Linked DNA regions of Mus musculus: region 1 is linked to region 2. A link is a contact called in public Micro-C data. All regions are on one chromosome and are shown on one strand. Each heading gives the region's core, a stretch centred on a gene start, on an enhancer-like site or on the middle of the called end of the contact. The rest is flanking DNA. Distances are from core to core; before and after follow the strand shown. Region 1 overlaps St8sia4 (ST8 alpha-N-acetyl-neuraminide alpha-2,8-sialyltransferase 4). Region 2 has its middle 150 kb from the start of Fam174a.

What was found. A called contact is a pair of places that touch in the nucleus more often than the background predicts.
Region 1: a contact with region 2 is called in a Micro-C map of macrophages, with 2.9 times the contacts expected there. The contact joins two enhancer-like sites. A contact is called at or near these places in 5 of 484 Hi-C or Micro-C datasets (the C10 cell line, bone marrow-derived macrophages, erythroblasts and 2 more) and 5 of 115 datasets of contacts at active chromatin or transcription factors (CD8 T cells, the HPC-7 cell line, cardiomyocytes and 2 more).

The regions. Positions count from the first base shown.
Region 1 is chr1:95,642,836-95,647,828 of GRCm38.p6, reverse strand. All of the region lies in intron 3 of St8sia4 (ST8 alpha-N-acetyl-neuraminide alpha-2,8-sialyltransferase 4), which reads left to right. Among named protein-coding and RNA genes, the nearest start is that of St8sia4, 22 kb to the left of the region's middle. Within about 2 kb of position 3,513, at least 10 of the 459 cell types and tissues checked have an H3K27ac peak or open chromatin away from gene starts, as enhancers often do. A contact at or near this core is called in bone marrow-derived macrophages and macrophages, where this site is marked.
Region 2 is chr1:95,465,552-95,470,876 of GRCm38.p6, reverse strand. No RefSeq gene overlaps it. Among named protein-coding and RNA genes, the nearest start is that of Fam174a, 150 kb to the right of the region's middle. Within about 2 kb of position 1,911, at least 67 of the 459 cell types and tissues checked have an H3K27ac peak or open chromatin away from gene starts, as enhancers often do. A contact at or near this core is called in bone marrow-derived macrophages and macrophages, where this site is marked.

The DNA of each region.
Region 1 (4,993 bases), core at 2,264-4,763, 180 kb before region 2:
AAAAATAATAACACATTTAAAGATAAATCTTTATTTGGCATCAACTCGATTTTTTTATTGTTTTCACATTTGTATTAAGAAATAAATTAACATTTTTATTACCTATACATTATAGTGTATAGCATGGAACACAAAACTTCAAGTAGTTTTCTGCTGGGGGAGTAAAAAGGGAAAAGTAAATGGTATATGTGTCTTTACTGTGAGCTGATGCTGACTATAAATCTGATGATTTTCTCGTGAGTAAAACTAAATGCCCCAGCCATTTTACAAGCATACAAGGCATCTGAGAGCATCTGTTATTGAAAATGGAACTCACACTAACAAGTTTTACAATTAATTAATCCATTGCTTTAATAGTAATTTCAGATAGATATTGGACCAAAAGACACCTTTAATCAGATCATTACATAATGAAAATGGAAACAGAAAATACTAAAACTATTTAAAACATGTTTAATAATTTTTAAAAATAAAGATTACATATGTATATGTAGTAGTGTTTTTTAGAAAAATAATATGTAGTAAAAGATTAACTGATATCTCAGGAAAACACATTCAGATATACAGATAGGTAGAACTTTGTCAAAATCAAGTTGATAATATCTTCTAAGAACCTTAAAATTATTCACATTTGACACTTTTAGTTTTATGAATCCTGTTTTGTTTAAGCACAAAAGCATTGTTAGAGTGCACAAAAAGAAATTAAGAAATCACTGGATATTAGTCATTCCACATGTAGTGAAAAAAATATGAGGTAGGAGAACCAAGAATAATAAGATAATAAGTGTTTTCAAGGGTCATAAGGTATCATGTGATTGGGGGTTACTTTTCTTTTGGGTTCATAATGAAAATTACATGCAAGAGGAAGTGACAATTTTGGAAGTAGATGCTGAAGAAAAATTATATGTTATTAATTATTTCCATGACATTTTGAAATATCCCAAGGAAGATCCTTATAGTTCTTTGGAGTTTTGGCTTAATTAATTTTATTATATTTGTAATTGCTATAGATGAAGAGGAATGTATTCAGAATGCTAGACATAAGCATCTATAAATGAAAAAAAAAAAAAACACTGTAGAAGCCGTATTTAAAAGCCCTTCAATAAGGGTGACTAGAGGAAGCAAGTTTGCATTTTAGGTCAGAGCAGAGAAGGAGAAAGAAAATTGATTCATTGTGTCACGAAATTTCTTTTCTGACACAAAGTGCTACCAAATGTCCAGTTTACTAGCTCTTCCATAGATTTAAAAATATGGTTTCAGTTTTTATTTAAAACTAGAAGATTCACCTATTATACCTCTCTGCATGGATGCTATATTTAAAAACTTTGATGCAAAGCCAAACAAAAAATGTTTAGTACATAATAGCTTTGGATTTTTAAATAATTTTTTATCATCAGCCATCGAAGTATGAAGAGTTCTGCTGAAGTAGATTTATTTAAAGAAAACAAATGTCTACATTCGGAGAGAACAGAATCTGGGGCAAGGGCATAAGGTCATGAAGTAATCATATGCAAGTTGCTGTATAAGACAAAACTCAACAGAACTGCTGCACAGAAAGTGGAGAAGGAGGGAAAGGTTCATGCAATTGGGCAAGGTTCATTTAAGCGGGCTGTGTCTGAGTTGAATGGTGAAGAGCAGCTGGCATATAAAGAAGGGACAAAAAGCAGAAGGACATAGCATTGTCAATATTCATGGACAAGGAGAGTGGTTTTAGTGTGCCAATACAGGAGTATGTTGATTGAGAACTCTTAAGACTGAATAGGGTGGTGGGACTTGTAATATAGAGCAAAAGGACCAAGGAAGATTGACCTTACTTTTACACATGTTCTGGGAAAATATTCATCTAAACAGTTGTAGGAGAAAATGTGAGGCTCATGAAGATGTTTCAACCAATAACTCAATTAACTCAAAGGGAATACAATTGATTCAGGCTGAAAAGGAATTATCATACAATAATAATTACTACTATGATAGCAATTTGATTTGGTTTTTCTCAAATTTAAGAATATTTGAATATATGCAATGAGGTGTTTTAGGTTTGGATCCTTTTCTGAGCATAGACACTTACGTTTTACATACCACCTTTTAGAAATTGACTGAAGGTATTTCTAATAAATTAGCAGAGCACAGCATTTGACTATGATACATCACTTATAATATCTTGAAGATATCAAATGGCTTTCAGGGTTTAGAGCATTTAGGCTTTTTATGTCAAGGTTGTTCAAAAGGTGATGCTGAAAACAATGGGTACCAAGATGAGATAAGAAAAGAGGCTACAGATGTGAGGAGGAGACAATAAGAAAAATATAATCAGCAAGATAAGTATGAAACTCTAAGGAAAGATTAGACATTTTATGACATCTATTAAATATAAGGTTGATCATGGAGAATTTGAATTTGTACTATCTGAGTCTAAAGGTGCTTCACACACAGGTCAACCTTGTATACTTCTTCATAGACCCATATGTGTAGGGCTTCTTTGGAGGTAGTCAGTATGTGGAACAAAAAACAACACAGCCTTCTTTCTAGTCAAATCCCACCAGTATTTTCTACACAGACTAAAAACATTTAAAACAGCAGCAACAACAACAACAACAGCAACAACAAAACCCATTTAGAACTTTAAATGGTAAAGATGAGTCAGGAATCTTCTACATTGAGAAACATTAATTGTGTGTCTACTGTGAAACTAAGGACATCTCTAAATTATGTCCTAACTTTTGTTGACACCATGGTGGACAGAAGGAAGAATGCCACTTTAAATCTGATACTTTCAAAGGGCAGCAATAATTACTCAAAGTGTGGACTAGGACTATAAAACTTTATTTTTAATAAATGAAACCCAAAGTTAAAACCATCAAGTTGAAATGTATATGGTTGAATAGGTTGTAGTATATGGTCTAACCATGAGACTGTCTTTCTGTTAAGATCTTTCTATGAACAAAAAATACATTTAAATATCTTGAAGAAGAGTAACCAGGACACACTCACGAGCTTTACGTTAAAGCCTAAATGTCTTAATCAAAATTATACAACAATTTAAATCATGTATTTATGTATTACCTCTCTGATTTAATGTGAATTCAAACAAAAACAGATAGTATAAAGAAAATAATTTATATTTAATAATTCAGTCTGCATTTAGGAGTATAATGAAGGTTTCTAGGACAAACATAGCATAAAGTGCTCAGCATAGTTATTCAATAAATAGATCGTATCCTTTAGATTACTTCTGACTAATACACAGTACATTTATATTGTGATCATCCTAAATATAACTCATACACACAGAAGATGCCAATATTTATAGTTAACTGTCCCATTGTGCTATACAGGATAACCACTAACAGGAAATAACAGTTTAAAGGATCATCATTTGAGAACAAAGAACTCTGGATTCTACTGCTGGCACAGCAGTTAAATGTAGTGTAACTCTTAACAAAGGAGACAATGAACATTGGGATTCATTTTCTCGACTCACCTAATGAGGAAGTTGAACTCAATGGTCTCCTGAACTCATTTCTGACTCTCAAACCCTGTGATTTCCTATGATTCATGGATGTCTTTGCAACAAGGCCCGTGGGCTTACATTGTTTAGAAATTTTTCCTTCTTGTTACCACAGTTTATAGCCAAAAATTTTTCCCCATCAGCAAAGTTGTGGAAATAACACATATTGTTATGGTCCCTAATATGGTTCTTGTTTCTGTTGGTTCAGAAATGTTGCCTTCCTTCTGATGATCGCCTGACAGCTGCCTAAGATGTAAAATCAGGATTTGATCACATCTGTTTAGATGAAGAAAAACAATCCCAGCATTCAATGATTCATGGAGGTGTGATGTAAATGAGATGTGATCAAGTTCTAGGGAGTTCATAGATTATATGAAAAGTGTAAAGAAAAACCAGTAACTACAAGAATTACACGAAGGAAGAGAAGTAGTTGTACAAAATCATCACTCAGGGTGGCTTTAGGGAAAAGACCTTGGCACTTTTCTTGGGGGTATAACCTAGTTACTGTATCTGCTACTTTACTGGCAAGAATTAAAATTCCTGGAATTATAAAATGCAGTTGTGAAATACCAATTGACTCATCTATTACTAGAAACGTAAAAATATGAATTAATAGCCAGTATGGTGTCAAATAATTACTGTTAAGTAATTATTTGGAAAGGACTTGCAAGGATCATATTTTTGAAACAATTCCTTATTATTAGTTAGAATGTTTTCAGTTTTTATGATCTCATGTCTCTGTGTGTGTGCATGTAAAGTAAATAGATTTCCTCTGTGCAGTGAATATGAATCCAAATTTTTAAAAATGTAAAAATACTAGCTTTAATTGAAAAAGTTCATTTAAAATTATAAACATTGTACATAGGAACATTGCACCTAATAAAGAGTAAGAAGGACTGGATTTTGAGTTTCTACAAAAAGAGACTTAGCACTGTTTTTCTGCTAAGACTTATTTTCAATTTAAATATGTCTTATGTGAGAGTGGGGGAGGTGTACACATGAGTGAGGGGTGCCCACAGACATCAGAGGCATTGGGTCCTCCTGAGATTGGAATTACAAGTGCTTGTGAGCCATTTAGCATTGATGCTGGGAACTGATTTTGGGCATCTGCCAAGAGTAGCAAAGTTCTTAACTGCTGAGCCATCTATCCAGCCCAAAGAACTGCTTTTTAATTAAGTATTGAATTTTTGAGATTTCATGAACTATAGTTTTATGTATTAATGCTTGGATTATAGCTCTGTTGTAGATACTGTATTGATTGTTTTTATTTGTTTTTGTAAGGTAGAATATATTATTTAAGTACAGAAAACCATTTCCAATTGTAAGTTTGGAGATAAGTTTGGAGTTCAATGTTTTTGATTCAGTGCATAGTTTAAACCCTAGTCTTCAAGATTTGCAAATCAATGGGGCATGTTTTTGCATTAATAAAACATGATTACTAATTCTTCATCAAATATGTGGTTTTAAGATCTCATTAACTCACAC
Region 2 (5,325 bases), core at 662-3,161:
AACCATTCATGGCATTAAAAATAGTTGCTGCAAGTCACAGTTTTTGAACCAGAATCTTGACATTATGAGGGAAAAAGTTCAAAGCATATCTAAGTCATTCAGAGTTCACCAAGCCCTTTGCATTTCCAATCTGACCCACATCATATTTATTGGCCATAATGACTGTGAATCACAACAAACTCAGGGACCTTCTGTAAAGGCAAACTATCCCCCATTAATAATGCAGCAGTTAACATTAAAGTACTGTCACCATGCTAGTTTATGGCATGATAAATATGTTAAAAATGCTTTGCAATACAACCACGGGAGTGTGCTTGGCCATAAGTATATTTTACAAACCAATGAAAAATGGGAATAAAATGGGGAGGGAGAGAGCTTTCTTTCATGGAGGTGAAACAGGAGAAAATGTCGTAATGTTAATGCAACATTCTACATGTTTTATGCGCATGGGGATGATTGCATGTGTGCATGATATGCATCTGTTGGATAAATATGTATCTGACCCTATGTATGTATGTGTGACTTAAGCCTTTATGTGCTATGTGTGAATGCACTTGAATGAAAACGTAAATGTTCCTGAACTTTCTGGTTTGCAGTTTAAGTAATAATAACGCAGTCAATAGGTGTAAGCTGTCTAGAAAGTATTTATAGTCAGGATATTTGTAGTCAATATTTGAGAAAAGAATACAGAGTCCAAAACCTTAATGTCCCTTATCATTACAAACCCATCAAGATCTCTATCTTTATGATGTCTATCTTTATGACAGTTGATATACTAATTTAATCAAGGTTTAGAACTCAGCTCATCCCAGCATCTATTTTTTGTACCATTTTACCCAGTCCCTTTCTCCAATTACCAAGATTAGAATTTGTTAAGGAAAGGATTACTTATGGCATTATTTTTATATTTCTTTTTTTTTTTTTTTTTTTTTTTTTGGTTTTTCAAGACAGGTTTCTCTGTATAGTCCTGGCTGTCCTGAAACTCACTTTGTAGACCAGGCTGGCCTCGAACTCAGAAATCCACCTGCCTCTGCCTCCTGAGTGCTGGAATTAAAGGCGTGTGCCACCACGCCCGGCTCTATTTTTATATTTCTTTTGCACTATATTTTTCTTTGTTTTACTTCAGAACTTCCTGAGCCTGTATAAATTGAAAAGCAAGCAATTTATAGAGCTGTGAGCAGAAGTCCAGCTGTCCCAATAGTCCCTCGGTACTTTTGCACATTTCAGTATGTTAAAGCATCATGAACAAGTGAGAGTAAACGCATAGAGAGAGTGGAACCAGAATACAATGCTCTTAGTATGTTTATGCTTTTAGGAACATTTTTCACTTTTCTTTTCCACTCCTCTTGGCTGTCAAGTGAAATCTTCTGTTGTTGTTTATTTTTTGAGACAGAATTTTAATTACAACATCTTCCTCTTGCATTTCCTTTCTACAAACCCTCCTGAATATACCTGTCTTCTCTTCTTCATATGATCTCATTTCTCATTAGCACATATGTATATTTGTTCATATGTTTACATGTATATAAACACACATTCGTATGTGTGTGTGTTTATGTGTGTGTGTCTGTGTGTGTATGTCTGTGTGTATGTCTGTGTGTGTTTGTGTGTTCCTAAATACAACTTGTGTCCATACAATGTTGTTGTTCTGTCCTTTGGGCAGTCATATTGGGAAGACTTTATCCACTTAGACTCTCTGTTATAGCTAAAACAAAAGCTATAGCATGGAATGTTAGGCAAGAAAGAAACAACTCCATAGCAAACTCTTGTCTATGTAGTGGTTCATGTAGTCTCCCATACTGTCTAATTTGACATGACAAAACTTTCATAAACCCATTGCATGCTGTATATCATTCATATTTCACATATGCATGCAATACCATGTTTCTTCATTGTGGTCACTGAGAGAAACTTACTGGCTTAAACCATAGCTCATGTTTTCAAGCCACAAGAAACCCGAAGCCTGACACCATGGAATCAGCAGAACAACATCTCCTTTGAAGGAAATGCCTCCTCTTTTTTATACATCGGCACTAGCATCTGCTCTCACCTGCACTTTTTATCTTAGCCATTCTAATTGGTGTGATATGGAATCTCAGGGTCATTTTTATTTGCATTTCCCTGATGACTAAATATTTTAAACATTTCTTTCCTTAAGTGCTTCTCAGCCATTTGAGATTCCTCAGTTGAGAATTCTCTGTTTAACTCTGTACCCCAGTTTTAATAGGGTTATTTGGTTCTCTGAAGTTTAGCTTCTTGAGTTCTTTGTATATTTTGCATATTGCCTGCTCTTGGCCAGCAGCTCTAGGCTGAGAGGAGAGAACTTGGTCCAGCCAAGTCTCTCCAGGGCTGAAACAGGATGGTGAATGTCACAGCTCAGATCTCCTGCAGACTGGAGAATAACCACCCTGAGCCAGAAGTCTGTCAAAGCAGGAACTTAATTGTATCAGTCTTTTGTTTATAGAGGGCTGAGAGAGGAGGTGGGAATTTTTTTGCTAAGGTGAGATGACATAGGGGAAGAGGAAGGACGAGGAAGGGTATGGGGTGACTGATAGAGCCAACAAAGTTACTCTATGTTAGCAGTAGCTAAGCAGAGACAGGCTTAAGCAGGTCATGCTGAGTCACTCCAGTACGGAAGTGACTGAGACAGTTTTCAAAACTCAAGCCAGGCTGGGGTTTGTCCTCAAGACCCAAACCAGGGCCAAATAGGGCCCAACAGCATATTATTCTTCTATTAGATGTAGAGTTGGTAAAGATGTTTCCCCAACATCTGTGGGATGTGGTTTTTGTCCTATTGACAGTGCCTTTGCCTTACAGAAGCTTTGCAGTTTTATTAGGTTCCATTTGTCAACTGTTGATCTTAGAGCACGAGCCATTGGTGGTTTCTTCAGATTTTTCTCTTTGTCAATGTATATGAGGCTGTTCCCCACTTTCTCTTCTATTTGATTCCGTGTATCTGGTTTTATGTGGAGGTCCTTGATCCACTTGGACTTGAGCTTTGTACAGTGCTTTCAATGCTTGCTGTGACTCTAGGTACTCATCTCTGCTCTAGTCCACCTCTTACAGAGATACTTGTGAGGTATCTTTACATTATGTGTAAAGCCCACCTAAATAACGGAATGGTTATCTCAAGTTCTCTAAATGAGTTTCATTTGCAAAGGCATTTTTTAAAAGAAGATACACAGATTCTGTAGGTTACGAGAAGGCCTCAATATTGTTTGAAGAGCCAAGATACAAGCCATTACAAGTACAAATCTATATTGAAGTATATTCTTACTTCAGTTTCATAGGAGTAGAGTCCACGTCTCAGCAATACTCCCCACCCTCCTGCCCAGTACCACAAGCACTTGTAAATCTAGCAGGATGGGAGAGAGTAGGGTGACACACACATTTCTGGCTCTCATCCCATGCCCTGACTGTACACTATTCTCTGGCAGCATCCACCATTCCTACAGTTACAGGAAAATCTCAGTTCAGAAGACTATTTTACACATTTTTCCTTATATGAACTTAACCTGACTTTCTAAACCTGTCAAAAATCATTTCTCCTGGTGAAAATTAGCATGAGCGTGGGAGGGAGAAATGAATTGCTTTAAATTTGAGGATGTCAAACGGAGGGTCAAGTCATGCCTGTCTTGGTTCTTTAATTAGAAGATGTCAGAATTCTGTGCTAAGAATCAAAAAGCAGGCTGAGTCATCCAAATTTGTGCTGTGATATTTGGTGGTTTTGTTGTTGACCCTTTGTGCTGCACATTACAGTCATCAGAGACATCAAGAAAGAAAGAGCTTGAAATGTGGCATAGAGGGCCATTGTCTCCATTTCATCACCAATTCCATTGTCTTAACTTCCCACCTACCCTCAAATTTCTTTACATACACGCTGCTACCTTGGCAACGTAGCAACTGGTCAACTCCTCTCAAATCATACATATAAAGTTTGAGTTCCCAGATCAAAAGAGCAAATTGACCCCAAATCATAATCTTTTTGCATAACTGTAGGATGGCAAAAGTAGAAAAATGCCATTCAGATAGAGTAAAAGAGCATAGAAAATCTCTTTCAGGCTAAGCAAAAAAGTATACATTTTGTGCTTAGATGTATATCTTTTCCCAAGTACATAATTGGTATATAAAATTATTCCAAAGGATCTGAAAAAGGTGAAATGCTTTTTGAATTTTGAATTCCAGCATTTTGAATAAGGAGCACACAGCTATATTTTCTGATAATCAGAATGAATTGCATAAATTTAAATTTTTTATGCATAGCAAAGAAACTATCAACAGATCAAATGGTTCATGGAATTGGAGCAAACATTTTCAGCTATATTTGCGATAGTATATTCATATCTGGGATTTATAAAGAACTAAAAATAGAGAAGGAAAAACCAGTTAAACACAGGGAAACCAAAACTGTCAATCAATAAATAAACCAATAACATATAGTTTTCAAAAGAAGAAGCACAATTGCTCAGAAAGTTCTGTTAAGCATTCATTACCTTTGGGCATTAGGAAAACACAAAATAAAACCACTTTGAAATACCACCTCACCATAATCAGAAAGGCTAATACTGTTGGATCTGATAATAAAGGCTTGGAAGGGTATAGAGGATATAAAGAAGGAATCCGTATTCACTGCTTGTAAGAGGACAAAATAGTACAGGTGTTATGGAAACGGTATCTATCATATGACCCAAGTGAGACATATCCTACCACAACCTACCAGACTCTGAGACATATCCTACCACAACCATCCGTGTATACTGTTGCCCTGTCCACAAAAGCACGGGCTCTGGGTCAGTCTAAAGGTCCATTAACAGATGAATGGATAATAAACATATTGTAGGTTTATTGAATAAAATCTGACTTCTTTCTAAAGAAAATGAAATTTCTAAAAAATGGAGGAATTTGCAATGTTTAATATTCAACAAGATGACAGAAAATCTTTTGATATTGTTTCCCGCAGATCCTACATTTATTAAACATGTGCATGTGCATACAGGATATTAAACATGTGCATGTGCATACAAGGATAGAAAAGCAAGTAAAGCGTAAAACCCAGAAGGGAAACGAAGAGTGGCCAAGAAGAGACTCCAAGGTGGCAACTCAGAGCAAAATCTCTTGACTTCTAAGAAGGAACAAAGTATCTACACTTTGGTCTTCCTTCTTCTTTAGTTTCATGTGTTTTGCAAATTATATCTTGGGTATTCTAAGTTGAGTACATATCATCTGTGTTCTTTTGTGATTGGGTTACCTCATTAAAGATGATATCCTCCAGATCCATCCATTTGTCTAAGAATTTCATAAATTCATTGTTTTTAATGGCTGAGT